Linked DNA regions of Sus scrofa: region 2 is linked to region 1. Evidence: chromatin contacts called from public Hi-C data. All regions are on one chromosome and are shown on one strand. Each heading gives the region's core, a stretch centred on a gene start, on an enhancer-like site or on the middle of the called end of the contact. The rest is flanking DNA. Distances are from core to core; before and after follow the strand shown.

Region 1 (4,183 bases), core at 936-3,435:
ATACTAGTCAGATTCGTTTCCGCTGAGCCATGAAGGGAACTCCTGGGAACTTTCATATGCCTCCAGCACAGACAAAAAAAAATTAATAATAATGGGACTAAGAGTAAATTTTTTTGAGGAGTTCCTGCTGTGGCACAGTGGGTTAAGAATCCAACTGCAGCCGCTTGAGTCACTGTGGAGGTCTGAATTGGATCCCCTGCCTGGTGCTGGGTTAAAGGATCCCAGTTGCTACACCTGAGGCTTAGATTCAATCTCTGGCCTGGGGCTTCCATATATCATGGGTGCAGCCATTAAAAAAAAAAAAGAAAGAAAGAAAGAAAACCAAAAAGTAACTTTTTGAGGAGTCTTTCTGATCTCTGAGAATGGATAAGCCTTCTTTGTTACATGCTTCTGCAGTTCTCAACCTTGAACTTCCTCTGTGGTAACATTTGGACCCTTAAAACCAATTATCTCATGTGTCATTCCCACTAGACTGGGTCCTCAGAGGAGAAAAAGGTCTCGCCTCTTGGTTCTGAGCAGTAATCCCAAGGACTAGCTGAGGTAGGATAAAAACCTGCTGAATAAATGACACTGGAATGAAGCAAAGTTAAAACTTCCCATAAAGCTCCTGAACCTCGAAGAGTTTGCACTTTACCACTCCTTATCATGATCACAAATTTGGGCCTATTACTCTTCTTCCCATGGCCGGGTCCTTTAATTCAGAGACCCTGCCAACCTCCAACTCTTAAGAAATGTTATCTCTATAGGCACGTAAGGTTACTGGTCATTCTTTCTTCACATAGATCCATCGCCCCTAGGTCTCCCCTTCCCAATGTCAAAGGACTTCCTCACTTCCTAACTGGATAACTTCTTAGGTTCTCCCTCCAGTTGCTCACCATGCTTGTCCACCTTCCCCAAAGTGTCACTTTATTTCTGCTCTCAGTCTGGAGACCACCCCGTGGGCCTCTCCTCACATGGGTCCACCTTCCTCAACTGTCCTCACAACTTTACAGAAACGCAGCTCCCGCCCCTCCCCCACTCTATTCCAGCTGACAAACCACCCTCCCCTACACACAGACACACGTAAAGGAATCTTTTGTTGCCCTGATATATCCTAGGTCTCCTGCCTTATACTGGCTCCACTTAATCCCCCTGGCACAGTCCTTGATGGTCCTTCAGACACCCCGTTCGCATCTATTCTTTTCAGAATTTGTCCCCAGATCCCTCTGCCTACTCGCAGTCCAGGGCCAGTTCTCAGGCCCCAGTGTCATTGTCTGGGGAACGTTCAGTCTGTCCAGAGGACTCCTCCAGGTGTCATCCTCTGTACATTGACAACTCTGGTACTCTCGTCCTGGGACTTCTCCCTTCTTTCTGGATTGCTCAGAAACCCCCGCCCCATCCCTGGAGTTCCCACTATCTACCAGCCCTCTATAGATCCGGACCCCCAGCTGCAGGGCCTCTACCCTTACACCCCTTCGCCGGCTCTTGGACCCTATCACCGCACCAAGGGCTCCCTCACCACATCCTCCGACAGACTGGACCCCTTCCGGCTACCACCCGCCGGCGCACCGCTGCCAGCCTCCCCGGGCCCCCACGTGGGCTCCCGGCCCACCGATGACCCTCCCAGTGCACCCTCCCCACGTCCGGCGAGGCCCCGGGGAGCCCGAGGGGGATGGGGAGGGCTCCGGGAGAGGCCTAAGAGCTCGGGGGGAAGCGGTTGGGAAACCTTGGGTCTCCGAGGGGGCTGATCGCAGAGGCGAGGGGCTCCCGGAAGCCGCGGGGAAGGCCAAGGGTCTTGGGGGAGGCGGCGGCTGGGGGCCGGGGAGGCCGCGCGGCTCGGGGGAGCGGGCCGGGGCGATGGCGAGCGGGCCTCACCGTCAGTCACGGCTCCCATGGCGTGCGCGGCGGCGGCGGCGCAAGCTGAGGCGGCGGTTGGCGGCGGCGGAGGTCAAACTCCCACAATGCAGCCGGGTAAACAGCCATGGAGGAGGAGGCGGCGGCGCCCGCGGCCGCCCGCTCCGCCGCCTGAGCCGTGCCGCGCCGCCGCCGCGGGACCCGCGCTCCCCGCGCTCCCCGCAATTCCCCGGGGCGGCCGCGGCCGGCGCGTGGGGGGCGAGGACAGGCGGGCGGCGGCGGCCCCTGTGCAGCCCCGGCCCCCGTCACCCCCCCCGCCGCCCCCGCCCGGCCCACGCCCAGAGGCCGCCCCGAAGGCCGCCGCCAGCCGCCAGGTGAGTTCGCCCGCGCGTCGCCGGGGTAGCGGGGCTGCGCTGGGTCCGAGCCCCCCGCGCCTCCCCGGGGATGGCGACCGCGGCCCCCGCCACCCCATTCCCGCCGCCGCCACCGCCGCCGGGGGTGGGCTGGCTCCCCTGGGGGGCGGGGCGGGCGGCGAGGGCGCCGGGTCGCGACTGAGCCCGGGAGTCTGGGGACCCGGGGCACGCAGGGGGCGCAGCGTGAGGGTCCCCGCGAAGTTGTAGCCCACGCGCGCCCGGTCGGGTCTCGCACGCGGGCACTTGCGCGGGGCGCGGCCGGCAAGCGAAAAAGGCCCCGGGTTCCAGGTGGCGCGGTTCCGGCCCCGGCGGCCGCCCCCTTCCCCTTGGGACACACACGAGTGCTAGGAAAGGGGGACCGAGGAACTTAGCGATCTCCGGGTGGAGTTCGCGTAGCCACTGGGAGTCGGGTGCCTGCCGTCTTTCCCGTGCGCAGGAACCCCGGTCGGTGATCGGGATGGGGTGCTTTCATTTATTTTTCTCTCTGCTTTTCCAAAACCGACCCTGTGACGGTCCCCATCTTAAGGGGAAGTCGAAAGTGAAGGGGGAGGGAGGTGCTCAATGAGAAACGTTGCCTTGTGTGTAGAGTTAACACATTTCCGGAGCACACTGCCCATGATATTGGCATCTCGTCCCCAAAGTCGCTTTGATTCAACTTGGATGAGTTTCTCGTAAACGGCAATATTTCGGTGGTGAGAGGCGAGAGGAGACGAGCACCTGATTTGAGTACGGACTGATTTGATCACCTGTGGGATAGCTTCAATGAGGCTCAAGAAGCAGGTCTGAGTTTTGAACTTAGCTTTGATGTTTTATTGAGTTATAGTCCCATTTTTCTGTCCCACGAATTCCCTGCCTCTTCATATCTGGGAGGAAGCAATTATGGAAGATGGATTTGGTTGGTTCCTTAATCAAATTGGGTTCAGTCTCCCAGTTATCTCTCAGTTGTTCAGAGAGGAAGAGTTAGGCATGCAAATGTGTGACAGTGAAGGGTGTATCACCACTAGCTAGAAATCAGTGTGCATAAAATTTTATTTATATATATGAAGTTGAAACTTTAGTAATGCTCTTCAGTTGTGCTTTAAAGAGCACCTTTGACTTTTAGCACAAAGGCGAAAACAAAACCAACTTGAGTGAATATTTTGAGGTGTTGCCCTCCTCACAGTGAGAAACGTCCTGGCTTTGAAATAATATTGGCCTCAATGTTGGCCATGCATGGGTTTCAGTCTGTTCATTTTCTTGGCTTACAGGGATAGAAGACCCTCTAACCAAAAGAAGAATTACTTTAAATCTTAAGTACTGCATACTGTAAATTGAAAGTGTCAGTTGCTATCTATTCCACCTGCCATTTTGGCAGGGATCCTTGTTTAAAAGGTAATTGTCAGGAGTCCCCTTGTGGTGCAGTGGGTTAAGGATCTGTCATTGTCACTGCAGTGCAGATTTAATCCTTGGCCCTGGAACCTCTACATGTTGGGGGCGCTGCCAAAAAAAAAAAACAAACCCAAAAAACAAAAAAACCCACAACAACAACAACAAAAACAAGGAATTGTCAAATGGTAAAATGATGTACTTAACTTTTTGACTTACTTGTTACTTAGCCTTATCACCATAATACTGATTTGAAAACAGTATCTAGTAACTTCATTAAAGTAATCTGTGATGTTTATGGGAAAGTATCACTTCCCCCTTTAAGTTTTCATGAGACAGTCTATCCATCAGTCATAGATGGGAGTCCTGCCTGAATGCTTTTCTAAAGTCACTTGGTATTTTGTTGGACAATGCCTGAAATATTCCTAAGTAATAAGACTGAAAGAGATTGTAAAGATCTGAAAGTTTGAGATATACCACAAAAAACACATTCCTGAAAGTTCTTGACTCAAGTAATGGGAAACACAGCAAAATTTGAGCTTTTCTGAACTTTTAATAGTCTACGTTGTCAG
Region 2 (4,183 bases), core at 766-3,265, 110 kb after region 1:
TCAAATTGGAGTTACAGCTGCCAGCCTATGTCACAACCACAGCAATGCCAGTTCCTTAGCCCACTGATCGGGGCCAGGGATTGAACCCACATCCTCATGGATATTAGTCAGATTCTTAACCTGCTGAGCCACAATGGGAACTCCTGTATGCCCAGTTTTTGTGGATTTGTGTATATTCCTATTGCACACATTTATCACCTTTTTTTTCTAGTTTGCAGTATCATTCATCACTTTTTTAATGTGGGTCCTAAGAATTAATTTGGATTGTTTCTTTCTGGTTTATATATGAAATTAGACATAGCCATGTGTTTGTAGCATTTTAAAACATTTGCTGAAATTCACCCTGAAATTCCTCAGGATTAGAAAAAGACCTTGTTCCCCAAATTGTCATGGGTTGGCTGGTTCTCCTGAGGATTGTTTCCCCCACTAGCACCATCACCATTTACAAAAGGGAACATTAAAAAGGCAAGCATTTGTGCTGGGAGGCCAGCAAGGAGTCTGGGGTCCAGTCTGAGGAGTGCAGCAATGCAAAACTGAGGCTTAGTCTGAAAAAGGTCCTCTTATCCCAGTTCATTTGTGCCGGACTCCTTAGCTGCCCCTTGGGAGCGACAGGGTGGGTGGGTGGGTGCAGTGAACAGTGCTAAGACTTGTTGCAGTCAGGTAGTACAACAATAGAAATTTTTTCCTGCTAGCTTAAGAAACCAACACTTTGGTAAATGTCTTATTTTTGCTAATTATCTCTGGAAAGATTTGCTCATCCTGTGCTTCTAAGCCTCGCTCATGGCTCTTTCCTTGTGTTCTTCTGATAGTTAAGGACCACCACAGTTTTACACTGTTTGAATGGGAAATATTGGGAGTGGGGCAGTTTTCAGAAAACCATCGGGATGGAAATATCACAGCAATGGTTAGGGTATGAATGCTTGCTGTGAAAATAAAACAGTGTGGCTACTAGTCTTTCGTTGTACAGTAAATTTAGAATTTGTATCTAGTCTACTAGAAGCCATTTCCTATGCCTCACAACTCTTTCCCACCCCTTCCAGGCCAAATCTTTTCCACACATGTAATTCATGACTTTTTGCCAAATATTCTGTGTTGGGTGATGGTATTCTGCAGAGGAATTTCCCCCCTCCTTTTGACATTTAAAAGTGTTCATTCTGAACTATCAGGCATCTGAGTCTATTTATGTGTGCAGCCTTTATAATCATAAAACTCAGATCAGTTGGCTGCTTTTTTTCCATGTCTATTTGACAGTAAGATTTGGCGATTACAACAGGGGAGTAGTGGTGTGGGGAGTGTCATAGCGCTGAGATAAGCAAACAGCTAAACCAGGGAAGACACTGTTTACAAAGAGCCACTTAGAGAAGTTTTTGGATTAAAAGTGTAAAAGGCCCCCAGCTATAGGCAGTCATCCAGTGATTGAACTCTGGATAATAAGGTGTATATTTTTCTGGAAGCAGATATATTTTACACATATGCACAAAAAATGGGTTAAGATTTTTCTTAGTAGATTTAAGAAGGAAAATTATGCTTAGGCATACCAAACTTCTATTTTTTAAAGTATAGATAGTAGGGAAATAGAATGTGGAGAAAGACTGCTGATATTTGTAAAAATGTGTAACATTAAAACTTGTAGGTCCGTCAAGGCTTAAAATGTAGATGTATAATGAATTGTGTAAATTTTCTAACATACCTGGTAGTAGGTGTCAGTTTAAAGTTACTTAGATAAATCAGAGTGTAATTCACATTTTAGCAGGTTAAACTTGTAAATTCCATCTTCCTCAGTTTTGGCCAGCTGCCTTTCAAAGAGAAGGATTAATTTACACCAGCCAGGACGCCTTGTATGACCATATTAGATGAAATTAGACTCCACCCCTTGTTTTCTGTTGATCTGCCAGGACCTTTGTATTTCAAGTGCTTTTTACAGTAGTAGCAAATGTTACATAAGACCAAACATGGAGCATATTTGGAGTTGGTGGGCAGACCCAAATCATGATGCAAGCCTGCAGTAGCAAGTGTGCAATGAAGCACAACCAAATTATGTGAATGGAAGGTAACAAGAAGCCTCTCCAGAACAGCCCTTCCTCCGCACAAGGGCTGAGAGCTTCACTGGGTAAGTTTTCCGAGGCAGTTTTCCGAGGCTGGGCTTGGCTCAGGGCCCAGTTCTGGAGGAGCTTGCAGAAGGTGGGTTAGGTCTTTGCGAACGTGACCCAGACCCACAGTGGTGGGAAGAGTTTGCGCAGGCCTCTTGCCTTCTGGCGCCCGTCCTGCCCCGCCAGCAGGCCAGGCCAGCTTGCTGCTGAAGTGGTGAGGAGAGTGTGCTCTGCAGAGCTAGGATCAGAGGGGTAATCGCAGCAAGAGGGATTAGCTGCTGCCAGCCGTCCACAGGAGCCATTCTGAAATGTCATTTGAGTGATCTGGCCAAAGGTCAAATGCAGGCAGGAGTGGAGTTTGCTATTAACTCCAACAGAATGCTGAGGTTTGCACCCAACAGTTCCCCGTATCTCAAAACAGGGAGAGCATTGGTTACGTAGCTGTCTAAAAATGGAGGGACGTTGTAGCACGCTTGAACTGTTCGTTTTTTATCTCACTTGTGGTAAGCGAGGTTTCATGACGGGCAGTTCACAGTGTTTCCTGTAGAATGTATTTGAAAACTGTTTTGTCAGATACTTCAAATCCACAGCAAAGTTGCAAGCAGAGCCCTGGGTCAAGGGGAAGAAAAACTTCAAAATACAAACAGTAACCCTGGGAAGTCATTCAGTAACTTAAATTGAGTGTATAAAAATTTAATTACTGACTGACTGCCAAAGACTATTTTTTTCAGTTGTGTTATTAAGGTAGCCAGTACGGCTAAGCGGATTCTTCCTGGGCGGGTTGAGTGGCTGTTCTCAAAGTTACCTTAACTCTCTCCTGCCTTGGCTGCAGGCAGGAAGTGCGGTGACAGTTGAGTTTTTTAGTTTTCACTGGATTCACATTTCATGCCTTCTGCAATAATGCGGTGCTTGACCGATGGTGTTAATCGAGGTTGAAATTTAGCTACCGGTTTGTAGGACTTTAAATACAGATTTATAAACCTTGGTTCAGATTGCTGTTAATTCCCTGAAATTGATTTTTCTCGAAACTCTTATTTCTTGTCAGACAGTTTTAGTGTTGCTGATTCTGGTTTCATTTTTGAATATCGAGTTTGGTGTTGATTAGTGGACAGCCCCAGCCTGTAGGCGGGGCAGATGCTGTTTTCTGTCTTCAGAAAGAATAAACACGTGCTGCAAACTCATTGAAAACATTGGCATTGTTTAGTCATGAATCAACCATTCCTTATTAACGGAGCACTTAATGAGGAGGCTTTTTTAAGCCTGTGTTGGGAGTTTGAGGTTTTTGTTATTCCCAGGTTCAAGATCTTGTCACCCCCTCCCTCCCCAATAAAGTGAAATATAAAGACCACAAAACTAATGGGAAATAGCAGTGTGGGGTGACTGATTATAGACTCAACGCAGTACTCTGCAGCAGATGGTGCTGTCATTCCGTTGCACCTTGGACTTGCTGTGTGGTTTTAGGCCTCCAAGGACAGTGCTCCTGGAGAGGATTCCTACACAGAGATACTCATTTTAAAAAGCAAATGAGCAAAACAAAAACAAAGAGAACTCCTCTATTGAGTTCTGTCGGGTTCCCTTAATTCTCTCTCCCCTACCCTTGTGTGCCTGTGTGTAAAAAAAAAAAAAAAAAATTGAATTGGAGTGGAAAGGCATAGCTTGTTTTTTCTTAATTCTCTTTTGGCATTTTTATGATCGCCTTGTATCTTTCATTAGGGAAAAGACTGGGACCCAGACCCAAGCAAAAAATACGATGATGGAGGTGCTTGTATAAGCCTGAGAATGTTGATGCTGGAACTGCACATACTGTTAACAAATGGGCTGCCCAAACTTGTAATGATAAATCACTGAGTGTGCTTTTTCCCCAGCAGATAAAGGATTAAACCAAAGGTTGCTGTAGACTGGTGGATTTTTGGTTTTGGGTCTTTGTTTCTTCTCACGTGTTGAAACCTGAGACATACAAACATTTCAGGTCAATAGGTGGAAGGAGGAGAGACAGAGGAGCAGATTTGGGGAAAATGCTGTGCATCACCCAGAGCAGGAGAGCGCGTTTGTTTCAGGCAGGGTCAGTGCTTGCTGCTTTCTGCCAGTGTCAT

The links. A called contact is a pair of places that touch in the nucleus more often than the background predicts.
Region 2: a Hi-C map of skeletal muscle shows a contact between it and region 1, with 2.2 times the contacts expected there. The contact joins the enhancer-like site here to the promoter of ATXN7 in region 1. A contact is called at or near these places in 1 of 5 promoter capture datasets (liver), 6 of 47 Hi-C or Micro-C datasets (alveolar macrophages, blood, heart right ventricle and 2 more) and 1 of 2 datasets of contacts at active chromatin or transcription factors (alveolar macrophages).

What each region holds. Positions count from the first base shown.
Region 1 is chr13:45,354,165-45,358,347 of Sscrofa11.1, forward strand. It overlaps ATXN7 (ataxin-7), which reads left to right and starts at 2,186. Exons shown (of 14, transcript XR_002337616.1): 1 at 2,186-2,207. It overlaps THOC7 (THO complex subunit 7 homolog), which reads right to left and starts at 2,069. Exons shown (of 8, transcript XM_003132293.5): 1 at 1,855-2,069. The coding sequence starts at 1,873.
Region 2 is chr13:45,462,311-45,466,493 of Sscrofa11.1, forward strand. All of the region lies in intron 5 of ATXN7 (ataxin-7), which reads left to right. Among named protein-coding and RNA genes, the nearest start is that of PSMD6, 65 kb to the right of the region's middle. Within about 2 kb of position 2,016, at least 56 of the 83 cell types and tissues checked have an H3K27ac peak or open chromatin away from gene starts, as enhancers often do. A contact at or near this core is called in alveolar macrophages, liver and skeletal muscle, where this site is marked.